2 separate regions of the Mus musculus genome follow, and region 2 is linked to region 1. The links are chromatin contacts, called in public HiChIP or PLAC-seq maps. All regions are on one chromosome and are shown on one strand. The core of a region is the stretch at or near the end of the contact, and the rest is flanking DNA. Distances in the headings are between cores, read along the strand shown. Region 1 holds the start of Chrna9 (cholinergic receptor, nicotinic, alpha polypeptide 9). Region 2 has its middle 28 kb from the start of Nsun7.

The links. HiChIP or PLAC-seq counts read pairs in DNA pulled down with a chosen protein or histone mark.
Region 2: an H3K27ac HiChIP or PLAC-seq map of embryonic stem cells shows a contact between it and region 1, with 8 times the contacts expected there. The contact joins the enhancer-like site here to the promoter of Chrna9 in region 1. A contact is called at or near these places in 2 of 39 promoter capture datasets (both in embryonic stem cells), 3 of 15 datasets of contacts at CTCF or cohesin (the NIH/3T3 cell line, embryonic stem cells and large pre-B cells), 72 of 484 Hi-C or Micro-C datasets (B cells, the BV-2 cell line, the C2C12 cell line and 26 more), 17 of 115 datasets of contacts at active chromatin or transcription factors (acute myeloid leukemia, bone marrow-derived dendritic cells, bone marrow-derived macrophages and 3 more) and 4 of 9 other capture datasets (adipose tissue, embryonic stem cells, macrophages and 1 more).

The regions. Positions count from the first base shown.
Region 1 is chr5:65,964,410-65,971,791 of GRCm38.p6, reverse strand. It overlaps Chrna9 (cholinergic receptor, nicotinic, alpha polypeptide 9), which reads right to left and starts at 4,668. Exons shown (of 5, transcript NM_001081104.1): 1 at 4,281-4,668; 2 at 3,865-4,010; 3 at 2,523-2,677; 4 at 444-976. The coding sequence starts at 4,344.
Region 2 is chr5:66,228,638-66,235,531 of GRCm38.p6, reverse strand. No RefSeq gene overlaps it. Among named protein-coding and RNA genes, the nearest start is that of Nsun7, 28 kb to the left of the region's middle. Within about 2 kb of position 2,936, at least 29 of the 459 cell types and tissues checked have an H3K27ac peak or open chromatin away from gene starts, as enhancers often do. A contact at or near this core is called in the BV-2 cell line, the HL-1 cell line, the NIH/3T3 cell line and 2 more, where this site is marked.

The DNA.
Region 1 (7,382 bases), core at 3,419-5,918:
TGAACAGGTAACAGAAGTCACTGCTGAGCAGAGGCTTGTCCAGCCTGTATGAAGCTCTGGATTTGATTCCCAGCACCAGGTAAACTGGGTTTGGTGGAACACATCTACAGTCTCAGCTCTTAGGCAGTGGAGGGAAGGAGGATCAGAAGATCTACTTCTTACTTGGCTAAATAACAAGTTTGAGACCAACCTGGACCACACTATAAAACTCTGCCTCAAAATCCAAAAGTAGATAAATACAAAATAAACAAGTGTTCTTCTGTGAACGTGAAGATCGTAAGAACCACTTAATTCCAACAACCATCGCTATAAGCAAAGAGGTCACCTTCAGGCACTGAATGGGTTTTACGAAAACACAGAGCCAATGGCTTCAATTGCTTTAGCTTGGGACATACACACGCCATCACAACTGCTACAAAGCTAAGCTCCAAGCATACACTCACCTATCAGAGGGACGTTTTCTGAGGCTGGCATGATCTCTGCCACCATTAGCTGAAATACAGTCATGGCCAATAGGATGGTCACTCCCAGAGAGACCTTCTCCCCGGAGGCTGCTGGGAGGTAGAAACTCAGCGGAGCGAGGAACGATATGAGGACGCAAGGGATGAGGAGGTTGACAATGTAAAAGGAAGACCTCCTCTTCAGAAGGAGAGTGAAGGTGACGTCTGGGTAAGGCTCCGAGCAGCAGCCGTAGGAGATGACGTTCTTCACGGCAGGCATGCCCTGAACCTCCCATTCCACGTCTTCAATGAAGTCAGAGAGGTCACCACTGTCCAGGGCATTGAATATGTCCACCTGGTTCCCATTGTAGGTCCAGGAACCAAAGGTCAGGTTGCACTGCTGGCTGTCGAAGGGGAAATAGGTGACATCCACCACACAGGAGCTTTTGGTGATGGCTGGTGAGTCCCAGGTGATGAGCCCATCGTACCGCAGGACCACGTTGGTGTTCACCGGCTCTGAAGACTCGTCATCGGCCCTAGGAGCAAATGAGGATGATGACAGGCGCTTGCTGAGGAACCTGACTGACTTAAGTCCTGGACTGCTTACTGACAATGCCCTGTGTCTGTCGCTTCAGTATATTTGGCAGTGGGTCCCCATTCTCTGTGAGTTTGGAATCACTTCCAATGTACCCATCTTCTCTACCAGGAGGTCCCATTTTTATATGAACAGTAGAAGAACCCCTCTCAATCCACAAGAGCTTAGGTTCCAGAATAAAGACAGAGGAGGGCTGGCAAGATGGCTCAACCAGTAAGATCACTGACTGTTCTTCCAAAGGTCCTAAGTTCAAGTCCCAGCAACCACATGGTGGCTCACAACCACTCGTAATGAGATCTGACACCCTCTTCTGGTGTGTCTGAGGACAGCTACAGTGTACTTATTTATAATAATAATAATAAATAAATCTTGAGACATATATAATAATAAACATATATAATAATAAATCTTTGTGCCAGAGCGGGCAGGGCCTGAGTGAGTGAGGTTGACCAGAACAAGCAGGGCTGACAGGAGCGAGCAGAGGTCCTAAATTCAATCCCCAACAACCACATAAAGGCTCACAACCATCTGTGCAGCTACAGTGTACTCATATACATAAAATAAACAATAAATAAATCTTTATAAAGATAGAGGAGCTCCCATGGTGATGGGAAGAAGGTGGCGACATTGAGCTTGAGTTAGGTCTGGCTCTGTCTGGAGGATAGCCAGTAGCCAGGGACAACCACTGCTCTCTGGAGCTCGTGGGAACTCAGAACTGCAGGACCACCCTATGACTACTGAATCCAAATCTGAGTTTTTTCAAGATCTCTAGGTGGTTCACGTATGCTTTACAGTCTCAGAAATATGAACCCATGTGCTTTGCTCTGAGCAGAGCCCAAACAGCCGCAAGATAAATTTCCCCTCCACTCTACGGTCTGAAACCCACAGGACAGATTCCAGGCGGCTCTTCCTATCTAGCCATTGTAGCATTTCTGTTACATAATGTCTGGATTGTGAGCAGATTAAATCGTATCTCCAGGAAATTCTCACATAGAAGTCCTAGCCTTCCAGTTTACTGAGGAACAGGGCTAAGTTCGAGTGGTAGAGATCTTGGGGGGCCAAAGCAGGAAGATTGTCAGATTCACGGGAGCTTGATCTTAACAGAAAGATCAAAACAAAGCAACAGCAACAAATAAAACCACCACGGAAGAGGAAGAGGAAGAGAGAGGCAGGAGGAGAAAGGTTATTATAGATACAGTGAGTGAAGATGTAGCTCACGCTGGCACAGGGTGGCCAGCTCAGCCTGTATCGGGAGTTGTAAAAGACGGGATTTGGGCACGGAGAGGACAACGGTCAAAATGATGCTTCTACCACTGCAGGGACACAGAGGACGGCAAACACTAGGCTTTTATGATCTGATACTCTGACCATCTGCGATTTGAATAAGGACACAGGCTCACACTCCACATGTGTTTTAAATGATGTTCAAGTTTGTATTAAATCAGCAGGTTTGTTTCCCAGACCCCTCTAGTGTGGGCAGCGCTTACTTGTTGTAGAGGACAATGTCCGGCCTCCACACCAGATCGCTGGGAATCCTGATGGAGTCCAGCCCGTCATACTGGTCTCGATCCCACGTGAGGTACGCATCGTGCCAAGTTTGGCGGATCCACAGGTAGGCTGTCAGAATCTGATTTCTCTCGTCCTAAGCAATGAATCCAGATGTCACCTTATTCTGTACACACTTCCAGCTTTGGGATACTTGTTCTTGATAGCAGGAATCTCCAGGGTGCCCACTTATTTTCAACCCATAAAGGAGACCTTTTAAAATTCTACCTGATTGATTGATTATCAAGGCCGCATTCAATGCCTTCCTGATGTAGTGTACAAAATGTAAAGGAGACCAGTACTTGCATCTTTATATCTTTCCTTAGGTTAATTGCTAAGTTTTCTCTGAAAGCGGACCAACTAATGATACACTGGAGCCAGGAGACGTGAAATGTCTACCAGGTACAAAAGAAAACATCATTTAAATCTGATAGCTTGTGTAATTAAATATGTATATGGAGGAAATCAGCCATGTCATTTTAAAACACCACCTTCCTCTTTTAAAATTGTGATTAAGGGCTGGAGATAGAGCTCAGAGGTTAAGAGCACCAACTGCTCTTCCAGAGGTCCTGAGTTCAATTCCCAGCAACCACATGGTGGCTCACAACCATCTGTAACAGGATCTGGTGTCCTCTTCTGCCTGCAGGCATATATGCAGGCAGAACACTGTATACATAATAAATAAATAAAAATCTTTTTAAAAAATTGTAGTAAAATCCACATAACCTTAAAGTACTATTTTAGGGGACTGGAAAGTTTGTACTGTTCTTTCCATTTTTTTTTTTTTTTGGTTTTTCGAGACAGGGTTTCTCTGTATAGTCCTGGCTGTCCTGGAACTCATTTTGTAGACCAGGCTGGCCTTGAACTCAGAAATCTGTCTGCCTCTGCCTCCCAAGTGTTGGGATTAAAGGTGTGTGCCAAGTATCTTGAGATAAGCTCCCAGCACCTGTCAGGCAGTGGGGAGCTGCCTGTAATTCTAGCTCAGGGTCCCTGACGCCCTCTTCCGGCTTCTGCAGTCACTGCACTAACATGCTCAAACACACAGGCATGTACATATAATAATTAAATTAAATTAAAATACTAAAACCCATCATCTTAGCCACACTATAACTGTCAGGGGCTTCCAGTCACCTACCACACTGCATAATCATCTCAATTACCTAACTCAAGGACATTTCTGTCACACCCATTGAGAAGAAAACGCCTGTTTTTCACTGTCGCCCTCACCATCAAAGGTCACTGTATACATAATAAATAAATAAAAATCTTTTTAAAAAGACTCACCATGTCCTTTATCTGGGAGAGCGTGACCTGCAGAGTGACGTTCAGCACCGCGTCCGTATCTTCTACTGGACGCAGAGCATTGGAGTAGTCTTCAAAAAGATCGCTAAACAATTTCTGGGCATACTTTCCATTTGCTGTCTCTACGGCTGTTCAAAGAGAAGCACCTGGATCAGCGTTTCAAAATAAGACCAGCTCTGGGGTCAAAATGAGGGATGGAGCCACACAGCTAGGGTAGCTTTGGAATGAGTGGATGAGCTCTTTCTTTCTTTCTTTTTTGGCTGGTCTTACCCACCCTGATGATCAAGAGTCAGAAAGAGGCTGAGCACGCCCATGTGCTCTTGTCTTTCTAGCCCTACCCCATCTCTCACCAAAAGGCTCCAGAGGAGCCCATATGGAGCACTGCGCTAGCCTCTCACCTTTGATTCCAGAAGCAGCAAAATACATCCAGCAAAAGGAGATGCAGGGATGGGGCCGGTTCATCCTTTCCCAACATGTAGAACGTCCCAGCCAGACAGCGAGGACTCCCACTTCTGTCTACAAAGCACCCTCACTGCCACAGTCACAAAACAGATGGAGACTGCCCGCCCTCCCCTCTGGTAAGCTGAGACTGTGGCTCCAGTGACCTTAATGCCAAGAGCTCCGGGGAGGCCGGTAAGCAGGACTGCACTTGGGGAGGTATCATAGCGCATGCAGTTGATTTGGCTTGAAGGCAGAGGGTGCCGAATCCAAGGGAAGCCGAATGACTGGAGACGCAGCTGACACCCAGGGACCACCCCTGCCTTTCTAGCAGCATTTGGAGGCGGAGGGGAAACAGCTGTAGATGGTTGAGCCTCTTCGCTCCCTGTTTCTGAACACCTTTCCATTGTCCCACTGGCATGGATGCTGCGGAGTAAGCAGGTGGGGATAGAGGTGCTGGATGGGAGGAGAAGTTTGAGCTTCTTGGCCATTCTGAGCATCCCTGAATGACAAGACTGACTAGGGAAAATAACAATTCTGTTTGATTTAAAAGCTACCGACCCACACCTATGCAAACGGCACAGCATGGCGGATGTACTAGTGACTGATTTAAAAGCTACCGACCCACACCTATGCAAACGGCACAGCATGGCGGATGTACTAGTGACTGATTTAAAAGCTACCGGCCCACACCTATGCAAACGGAACAGCATGGAGGATGTACTAGTGACTGATTTACACCTCTGCTCAGCTTTGCAGACTCGGAATGTGTCCATTTACCAAGTCAACCAGGCTTTTCCAGCTCTAACAAAACATGGTTCAAAGGCTAACCTAGATCCTATGAAACTGACCTTCCGACCAACGTTTTGCTGTGTTATTGTTCACCACAATGCATCTCCTTTTCTTTCTTTCTTTCTTTCTTTCTTTCTTTCTTTCTTTCTTTCTTTTTTAAGATTTATTTATTATTAGATCTAAGTACACTGTAGCTGTCTTCACCAGAAGAGGGCGTCAGATCTCATTATGGATGGTTGTGAGCCACCATGTGGTTGCTGGGATTTGAACTCAGGACCTTTGGAAGAGCAGTCGGTGCTCTTAACCACTGAGCCATCTCTCCAGCCCACATCTCCTTTTCATTGAAATGTTATTTTATATAATTTCATCCACTTTTCACATAACTAATTTTGTACACACACACACACACACACACACACACACACACACACACACACGTCAACTTCCAATTGCATCCAATTGTAGTATGGGAACTTGCCTGGGGAAGCTGCCTTGGAAACAGAATTAAGATAATTTGGCTGCCTAGGATCAGAGCAAGGAAATTGGATAGCTTGATTTGATCAGGTTACAGGCAGCTGTGAGTCACCCTGTTTCTCTTCAGGAATATATCCTCCACATGGAACAGACACCCTAGCCGTCAGCTACGTGGGTTTCTAATTATCCACCCACATCTGCTCTTTAAGACGACATTATTTCCCTCACTCTCCAGTCTCAGTCATCAGGTGACACAAGCCCTGGGCCCTAGGATCATGCGTCCTTCCACAAACAACTGCTTTCCGATCTCCAAGACTGCATATGCTTTTGGGGTTGTGTTTAATAGCTTGTTTTCCAGTGGGGAAACCAAAGTCCCGAGGTGCACACTGGCCTGTTTCCAGCATCTGGTGGCCAGTGATGGGATTCAGGCCACCTACCCTAAACTGTTATACTGGCAACAGGAACATGCCTGGCTAGGTTTTCAACAGTTCTGCTTTGGATGCGCAGAAGTGATACATTGTTTTCAGGCTAAGACTCTTTCTGCCTTGCCTTCTGCTTCTTTTATCTCCCACAGGAGTCGGAGCAGGCTCTGATAAGTGGAGCTCAGAGAACACTTGGTACTAGCTGCCCTCGTGGCTGCTTTTGGTCACTTGTGGTCAACTCAGTTCATTCTGTGGGTCCCTTAGAATGAAAAAGGAAATAATGATGGTGCAAGCTGATGGTCAGGTCCTAATGGTAACAAAATGCTAATTAAGCCAATGGTTTTTTTTTTTTTGGGGGTGGTGGTGGTGGAGATTGTGTCTTGAGGCCAAGATGCTAACGAATACAAACTAAACTTTTAAATTCTGATATTGTTTCTGGTCTTTCACTAAGATAAAGTACAAATTCCTTCCAAAAATCACTAGGGGAGGGCTGGGGAAATGGTCCAGCAGGCAGTGCATATGCCCCAAGCTTCAGATCTCCAGAACCCACAGGTAGTGCATCTGTAGTTCTGTACTCCTGAGAGGTGGAGATGGAGGACTCCCTGGAGCCCAGGGGCCTGCACTGAAGAGCAAAGAGATTCGGCTCTAAGTACAGGAGCAGCACTCACAGTTGTCCCCTGACTTCCAAAAGCGTGCAGGACACACATGTATCAGCACTCGAATGTAAATGCATGCACATGTACATATACATGCACACACAATATGCAGACACACATAAATCACACGGGGTGGGGGGAGGGAACGACCACCAAATATAAACTCCATCCCTCCATCAATCCCAAGTCATTCTAATCAGAGACCTGGAACTCTTGTTTCCAGGACATTCAGTGGCAGAAGAAATTAGTTGAATTTACTGTGTAAGATTCAATAAGGCAGGGCTGGAGAGATGGCTCAGTGGTTAAGAGCACTGACTGCTCTTCCAGAGACAGCTACAGAACACACACACACACACACACACACACACACACACACACACACACACACACACATATGTATATATGTGTGTGTGTATGTATATGTATGTATAATCTTAAAAAAAAAGATTCAATAGGTTTGAAAAGCAGACAGATAAGATAGCCTTGAGCCTTAGAAAGGATTGGTTTTGTTCTGTTTTGGGTTTTGTTGTTTTTTAAATGTGGACTTGGACCTGGTCTATAGCCGAAACTGGAAGTTCTGCTCCTCCTGCTTCTACCTCCCCGATTCTGGGATTGTAGGCATGTGCCATCTTGCCGGACTAGCTAGCTGAGAAACTTAGAGCAGAGTGCTTGGTCTCTTCATGCCTCCATTTCTTCATTTATAAAATGGGGGTGATTT
Region 2 (6,894 bases), core at 1,687-4,186, 270 kb before region 1:
AGCTTGAGGCCATCCAGTGCTACAAAAGAGTGTCCAAAAATAAAACAAAAAATCCTACTAAAGACATACATTGTTATAGCATGCATGGGGAAGGAAGTAACTATTTATAGAATCAGAAAAATGCAGGAGACACTTCCAATTAACAATCACAACAACAAATATCAAAGTATAAGCCAGATTAAAAAAAAGGGGTGGGGGTGGGGAGAGAAAACCAAAGTGTAAGCTAACCTGATCTACACAGGGTAAGATGGGACACTAAAGGTGACAAACCTCTGAGCATGGCAGCCCATGCTAGCCCATGCCTTAAGCCCATCCTGGGGAGGCAGAGGCAAGAAGATCTTTGTGAGTTCAAGGCTACATGGTCTACACACACACACACACACACACACACACACACACACACAAAGAGAGAAAATTACACAGTTATAATTCTAGAAGAAACTCTCCCAATTCGTTTTATAAAAAAAGCATACACACACACACACACACACACACACACCATTAAGTTTAAAAAGAAAACTGAGCCAGGTGTGGTGGTGTACACCTTCAATGCCAGTACTTGAGAAGCAGAGGCAGGCTGATCTCTGTGAGTTCCAGGAGAGCCAAGGTTACATAGAGACACCCTGTGCCAGAGATATGACTGAGGAGGTAAACACAAAAGAACACACACACACACACACACACCATCACCACCACCACCAATAATAACAGCAACAGCAATAATATAATAATGATAATAATTTAAAAGATAGTTAACGTCACTAATCAGGGAAATTATGCAGATCAAAAATCACAATGAGATATTTCCTCATGCCCACTAGGATGATTACTATTTTGGAACAAAATCAAAATTACAAAATTTCTGAGACAGAAATATTGGCAAGAATGAGAAGAAATAGAATACTGTGATGCCCGGTGGGATACAAAATGGTGTCACTGCTTAGAAAAGCAATGTTAGGTGGTGGCGCACACCTTTAATCCCAGCACTTGGGAGGCAGAGGCAGGTGGATTTCTGAGTTTGAGGCCAGCCTGGTCTACAAAGTGAGTTCCAGGACAGCCAGGGCTACACAGAGAAACCCTGTCTCGAAAAACAAAAACAAAAAACAAAAACAAAAACAACAACAAAAAAAAAGAAAGAAAGAAAAGAAAAGAAAAGAAAAGCAATGTTACTTCTTCAGAAAATATGTAAAATAGAATTAACAATATATGCTCTAAAATAGGTTGGGGGGATGGGATTGGAACTGGGTTTCTGTGTAGCCCTGGCTGTCCTAGAACTTATTCTGTGGACCAGGGAGGAGGTCCGACTGTGGAGGGCCGACTCTCTAGTCTTGAAGTGGACTCTACCACTTCCAGCGTTTGTCAGCAAGGCCCTCATTAGCTCCAGGCTTGAGGCTGACCTTGACAACGGAATTCCTCCTGCCAGCCTGTAGCTAACTTACATGAAGAGCACAGCATCTAAGGATCCTCCCAGACTACATCAGAACTACAGCAGTGGTCCTTGGCAGCCATGCTTCATCTGGATGCCACATTTTTTTTGTTTTTTCTTTGTTTGTTGTTTTGTTTTGTTTTTCAGCCTTCAACCAGACTTTGGGTTAAAGGCATAGGCTGGAAGACATGAACGTGGTCTGGTTCCCTTCCCCACATTTTACTATTCTGAATACCTTTATCCTTTCATCTGTCTCCAAACGCACCTGGAAAAGTATTAACCTAGTGGCCACCCTACACTATAAAACAGAAATGGGAACTAAATCTGGATAAAAGCTTTGGTTTTACCAGCAGCGGCACTTCCATGGTCAGACCAGGAGATGGTAAGATCCAGCAACGGGAAGACAAAAATGATCATTTATTCAAGGGAAAGCCACTCGCTAACCCGGTGGCTCAGCTGAACGCTTATATTTCGGTTGTAACCACCGTTTATGGCCCACGGAGAGAGATCTTTCAGGTAAAGGGTTCAGCTGGCTGTGTAGTAATTACCCCAGGTCTGTCTGATGTTTCTAGTTTGTTATGTTTGTGTAATAATAGTTTAAAGAGGGGATGGGTATCTCCTTGTTTTCTCTTACTTTGAACACAAATGCTGTGGATGAAAACTGGTTGGGTTTCACAGCTGGGTCTATGTTTCTGATTCATAGTTTATTTGATTTTTTTAACAGAAGGTATAATGGATACAGGAGGATTCTTGAAAATAGAAATCATACCCAGGTGGTGATGGTGCACATCTTTAATCCCAGTACTAGAGAAACACAGGCAAGAGGACCTCTGTGAGTTCAAGGCCAGCCTGTTCTATAAAGCAAGTACCCGGACAGCCAGGGCCACACAGATAAGCCCTGTCTTGAAAAACCAAACCAAGGCCTGGAGAGATGGCTCAGCGTGATTAAACGCACTGACTGCTCTTCCAGAGGTCCTGAGTGGGTCCCAGCAACCACATGGTGCTCACAACCATCTGTAATGAGATCTGATGCCCTCTTCTGGTGTGTCTGAAGACAGCAACAGTGTACTCACATATATAAAATAAATAAATCTTAAAAAAAAAAAAGAAAGGAAAACCAAATCAACAAAATATAGAAGCCTTAAGTTCTAGTCCTGATGCTTTCATTTTGACTAGCCACCACTCTCCACTATAGCAGGGCCTATCACTTAATGTGTGTGTTTTCTTCTTTGTAGACCAGGCTAGCCTTGAACCTGAAATCTCATCTCTGCCCCTAGGGTGCTGAGATTATATCTGTGTGCCCCGTACAGCTTAGCCTTGGAACTCTGCCAGCAAAAGGGCCACCTACAGAGTCAATTCTTGACCTTGGATCAGGGCTATGAGCTAAATAAACCCTTTATCTTTATACTGGGAGGAGGAGTGGGCAGGGTGGGGGTGGGTGGGGGTGGGTGGGGGTGGGGCTGACTAGAGAGGTGACTCAGCAATAGAGGGCCTGGGAGGATGACTAGAGAGGTGCTCACCATAGAGAGGACTCGGGTTTGTGTAGAGAACCCAGCTTCAGTTCCTAGAACTCACATGGTGACTCACAAACGTTTATAACTTCAGTTCCAGGGGATCCAATGCCCTTTTCTGGCATCTGCAGGCATCAGACACACAGTGCTACATACATACATACACACATACATACATACATACATACATGAGGCAAACATTATCCATAGTAAGTAAAAATAAGTCTTTAAAAAAATTATTTCATAAAAGCCCAAGGTCCTTATCTTAGATGCCCCAAGCCCAGAGACTGTTAGTTAACCCCCCATGGCTTTCCTCATTCTCTGTTCTTTAAAGTTGCCACAGCCACTTAGTCAGAACAGGTGGATCAGGAAAGCAAAGCCCGATTCTTCACATTCTTAAGCAAGCTTTATTCCTTAAGACTCTGATTTCATAATCTAAGATCAAACATTCACTAGCCAAGGACCAAAACCCATTCTAGTCTGCATGCCACAAGTTGTGAGCCAGCCGACCATTTGCTAAAAAAGAGTTTCTGTATTTATTGTTGAAATATATCAAAAGCATAGCAATATTTCATCACACAAAAATACGTAAAATTCAAATTGCATAATCTCTTTCTTGGAGCATAGCCACGCTAATTTATTTATAGGCTTCTGTTTTTGTTTTTCCGAAGACAGTCTCGCTAGATAAATGGTCCAGGCTGTCTTCAAACTCCTGATCTTCTACTACAGCCCCCAAGTGTGGAAATGACAGATTGTCACCAAGCTCACTGCTTATGAAAGTTGTTGTTGTAGTTGTACAAAGGCAGCACTGGATGTTATGACAGAGACCAGGTGGCCCTTGAAATCTGAAATGTTTAGGAGACTTCGGGAATGTAGCTGAGTGGCCGGAGTCTGAAGCAGATCAATGCTAACACACATACTTGGCACACTTAAGGCCCTGGGTTCAAGCCCCAGCATCCCCATCCTGCTTACAGAATTTACCAGCTGGCTCTATACGGAAAAACGATGACTGAGCCCTGTAGTAAGGTGTTTCACAGGTGGGAAGCCTTTAAAAGTACATAAAATCCATGTTCTGGGGGGCTGGAGAGATGGCTCGGCAGGTAAGAACACTGACTGCTCTTCCAGCAGTCCTGAGTTCAATTCCCAGCAACCAGATGGTGGCTCACAACCATCTGTAATGGAATTCGGTGCCCCTCTTCTGGTGTGTCTGAAGACAGCTACAGTGTATCTTATAAATAAATTAAAAAAAAATAAATCTTTTTTTAAAAAAATAATTCATGCTGGGGAGATGGCTCATCAGCTAAGAGAACTTGCTGCTCTTCCAGAGGACCTGAGTTCAGTTCTCAGCATCCATGTGGCTCACAACCATCTGTGACTACAGCTTCAAGTCCAATTTCTGTGACTAGCTACACATATGTCACACACACACACATACACACAAAATGAAAAAAGTAAAAAGCCTTTTTAAGTGTACAAGATGGAAGTATATCTAAGGTTTTAAGTAAATAAAATCAATTGTAGGCATTTCCTGTGGGCTGATAATCTTTAAAATTAAACTTGGTAAGACCAAATAAATAAATAAATAAATAAATAAACTAACAAATTAAAAACCCAACAACCCTATTCTGAAACAAAAGCTAAGCTATAGTCACAGTCACGCATCAAACGGCTTTGTGCTTCTTTCTTTTTTTTTTTAAAGATTTATTTATTATTATATGTAAGTACACTGTAGCTGTCTTCAGACACTCCAGAAGAGGGAGTCAGATCTCATTACGGATGGTTGTGAGCCACCATGTGGTTGCTGGGATTTGAACTCTGGACCTTCAGAAGACCAGTCGGGTGCTCTTACCCACTGAGCCATCTCACCAGCCCTTTGTGCTTCTTTCAAGCACTGTTTCTTATTCTTATTCTTTTTTTTTTTAGGTTTTAGTTTTAAGATTAATTTATTTATTTATATGAGCACACTGTAGCTGTCTTCAGACACACCAGAAGAGGGCATCAGATCCCATTAGAGATGGTTGTGAGCCACCCTGTGGTTGCTGGGAATTGAACTCAGGACCTCTGGAAGAACAGTCAGTCAGTGCTCCTAATTGCTGAGCCATCTCTCCAGCCCTCAAGCGCCATTTCAAATTTTAAAATGGATGTTCCCATATTCTGGTTTTATTTCTTTAACTTTTTCGCTATATTATTTATTTGTGTGTATGTGAAGATGCATGTGCATAACTGTGTGTGGCACAGTGTGTTTGTGTGTCTGTCTGTGTGTGCCTGCCTGTGTGTGTCTCTGTGAGTGTATGTGTGTGTGTGCATGCCTGTGGAGGTCAGAGGTTGACTTGTGAAAGTCAGTTCTCTTTTTTTAGCATGTGAGTCCCAAGGATTAAACTCAGCTTGTCAGACTCAGCAGCCAATAACTTTACCCACTGAGCCATCTTGCTAGCCTTATATTCTGGTTCCCGTCAGAATTTCAACCACCTCAAATAAAAGAAGAGCCATAGCGCCGGGCGTGGTGGCGCACGCCTTTAATCCCAGCACTCGGGAGGCAGAGGCAGGTAGATTTCTGAGTTCGAGGCCAGCCTGGTCTACAAAGTGAGGTCCAGGACAGCCAGGGCTATGCAGAGAAACCCTGTCTCAAAAACAAAAACAAATAAACAAAAACAAAAGAAAGAAGAGCCATAGGCAGTGAATGAGAATGTAGTTCTCTTAAAAATGTATTTCTTTTACGTGCATGAGTGCTTGCCTGCATGTATGGATGTGCACTGTGTACATGCCCGGTGCCTGTGGAGGTCAGAAGAGGGCATTGGATCCCTGGAACTCCAGTTCCAGATGGTTGTGAGCCATCAGGTGGAGGATTCCAATCTGAATCTTCTAGAAAAGCAGTCAGCACTGAGGCACCTCCCTGGTCCCCAAGAATGCAGTTCTTGGATCATTTATGCTCACGTTTCAATTCTGATTCATGTGACCCAGAAAACACAGCACAGTTCCCTTGAGCCTCTCTTGCTCCAAAGACTTGCTTCAAACCAAAATTCTTTCTAGACAGTCATTTATTTGTATAAGAAAGAAGGTCTGACTGTGTGTCCAAGGCTGACCTTGAACTCCGCAGACTTTTTTATGTTTGTTTGTTTGTTTGTTTGTTTGTTTGTTTGTTTGTTTTTGAGACAGGGTTTCTCTGTGTAGCCCTGGCTGTCCTGGAACTCACTCTGTAGACCAGGCTGGCCTTGAACTCAGAAATCCGTCTGTCTCTGCCTCCCAAATCCTGGGATTAAAGGCGTGCGCCACCACCACCCTGCTCTCTGCAGACTTTTTTAACTCTACCTCTCCAATGTTGGGATTACAGGCCTGCCCTACACATCCAGTTAAAACCATACCCCTCACACCATTGGTTATTTCTTAGTGAGTGCGAAGGGGAGCTGCTCTTCTACTGGAAGGACAGACAGACAGACATGGATCCCTCATTCTCTTTAATGGTCAACACACTTCTTATATGGAATCTTTGGGAATCACCTTTCCATTTTCTAGTTTTTTCTATCTCACCTGTTAGTTTCTCTCAGATACCAAAGGTATAGCTAACTTATAAGGAGGTAGCTAGCAACTACAATTCTAAACACATACTAAAGGTCTTTTTTTCTGTTCTCTATGTTAAAAAAAAAAAATCTGTCATATTCCTACTTGTGTGTGTCTGTGTGATCACCTGTTCGAGCACCTGTTTGTGTGTATAGTTTCTGACACAGACCAGTTCTTAGGGAATGAATTGGAGGAAGGCTGGAGACTGCTCTTGCAGAGAGAGGACCCAGATTCTGTTCCAAATGCCCCATGTTGAGTGACTCAGACTGCCTGTAACTCTAGGTCAAGGAGATCCTACAACACAACACTCTTGTGGACACTACAGGCATCTACAGTCTCTCTCTCTCTCTCTCTCTCTCTCTCTCTCTCTCTCTCTCTCTCTCTCCCCTCTGTGTGTGT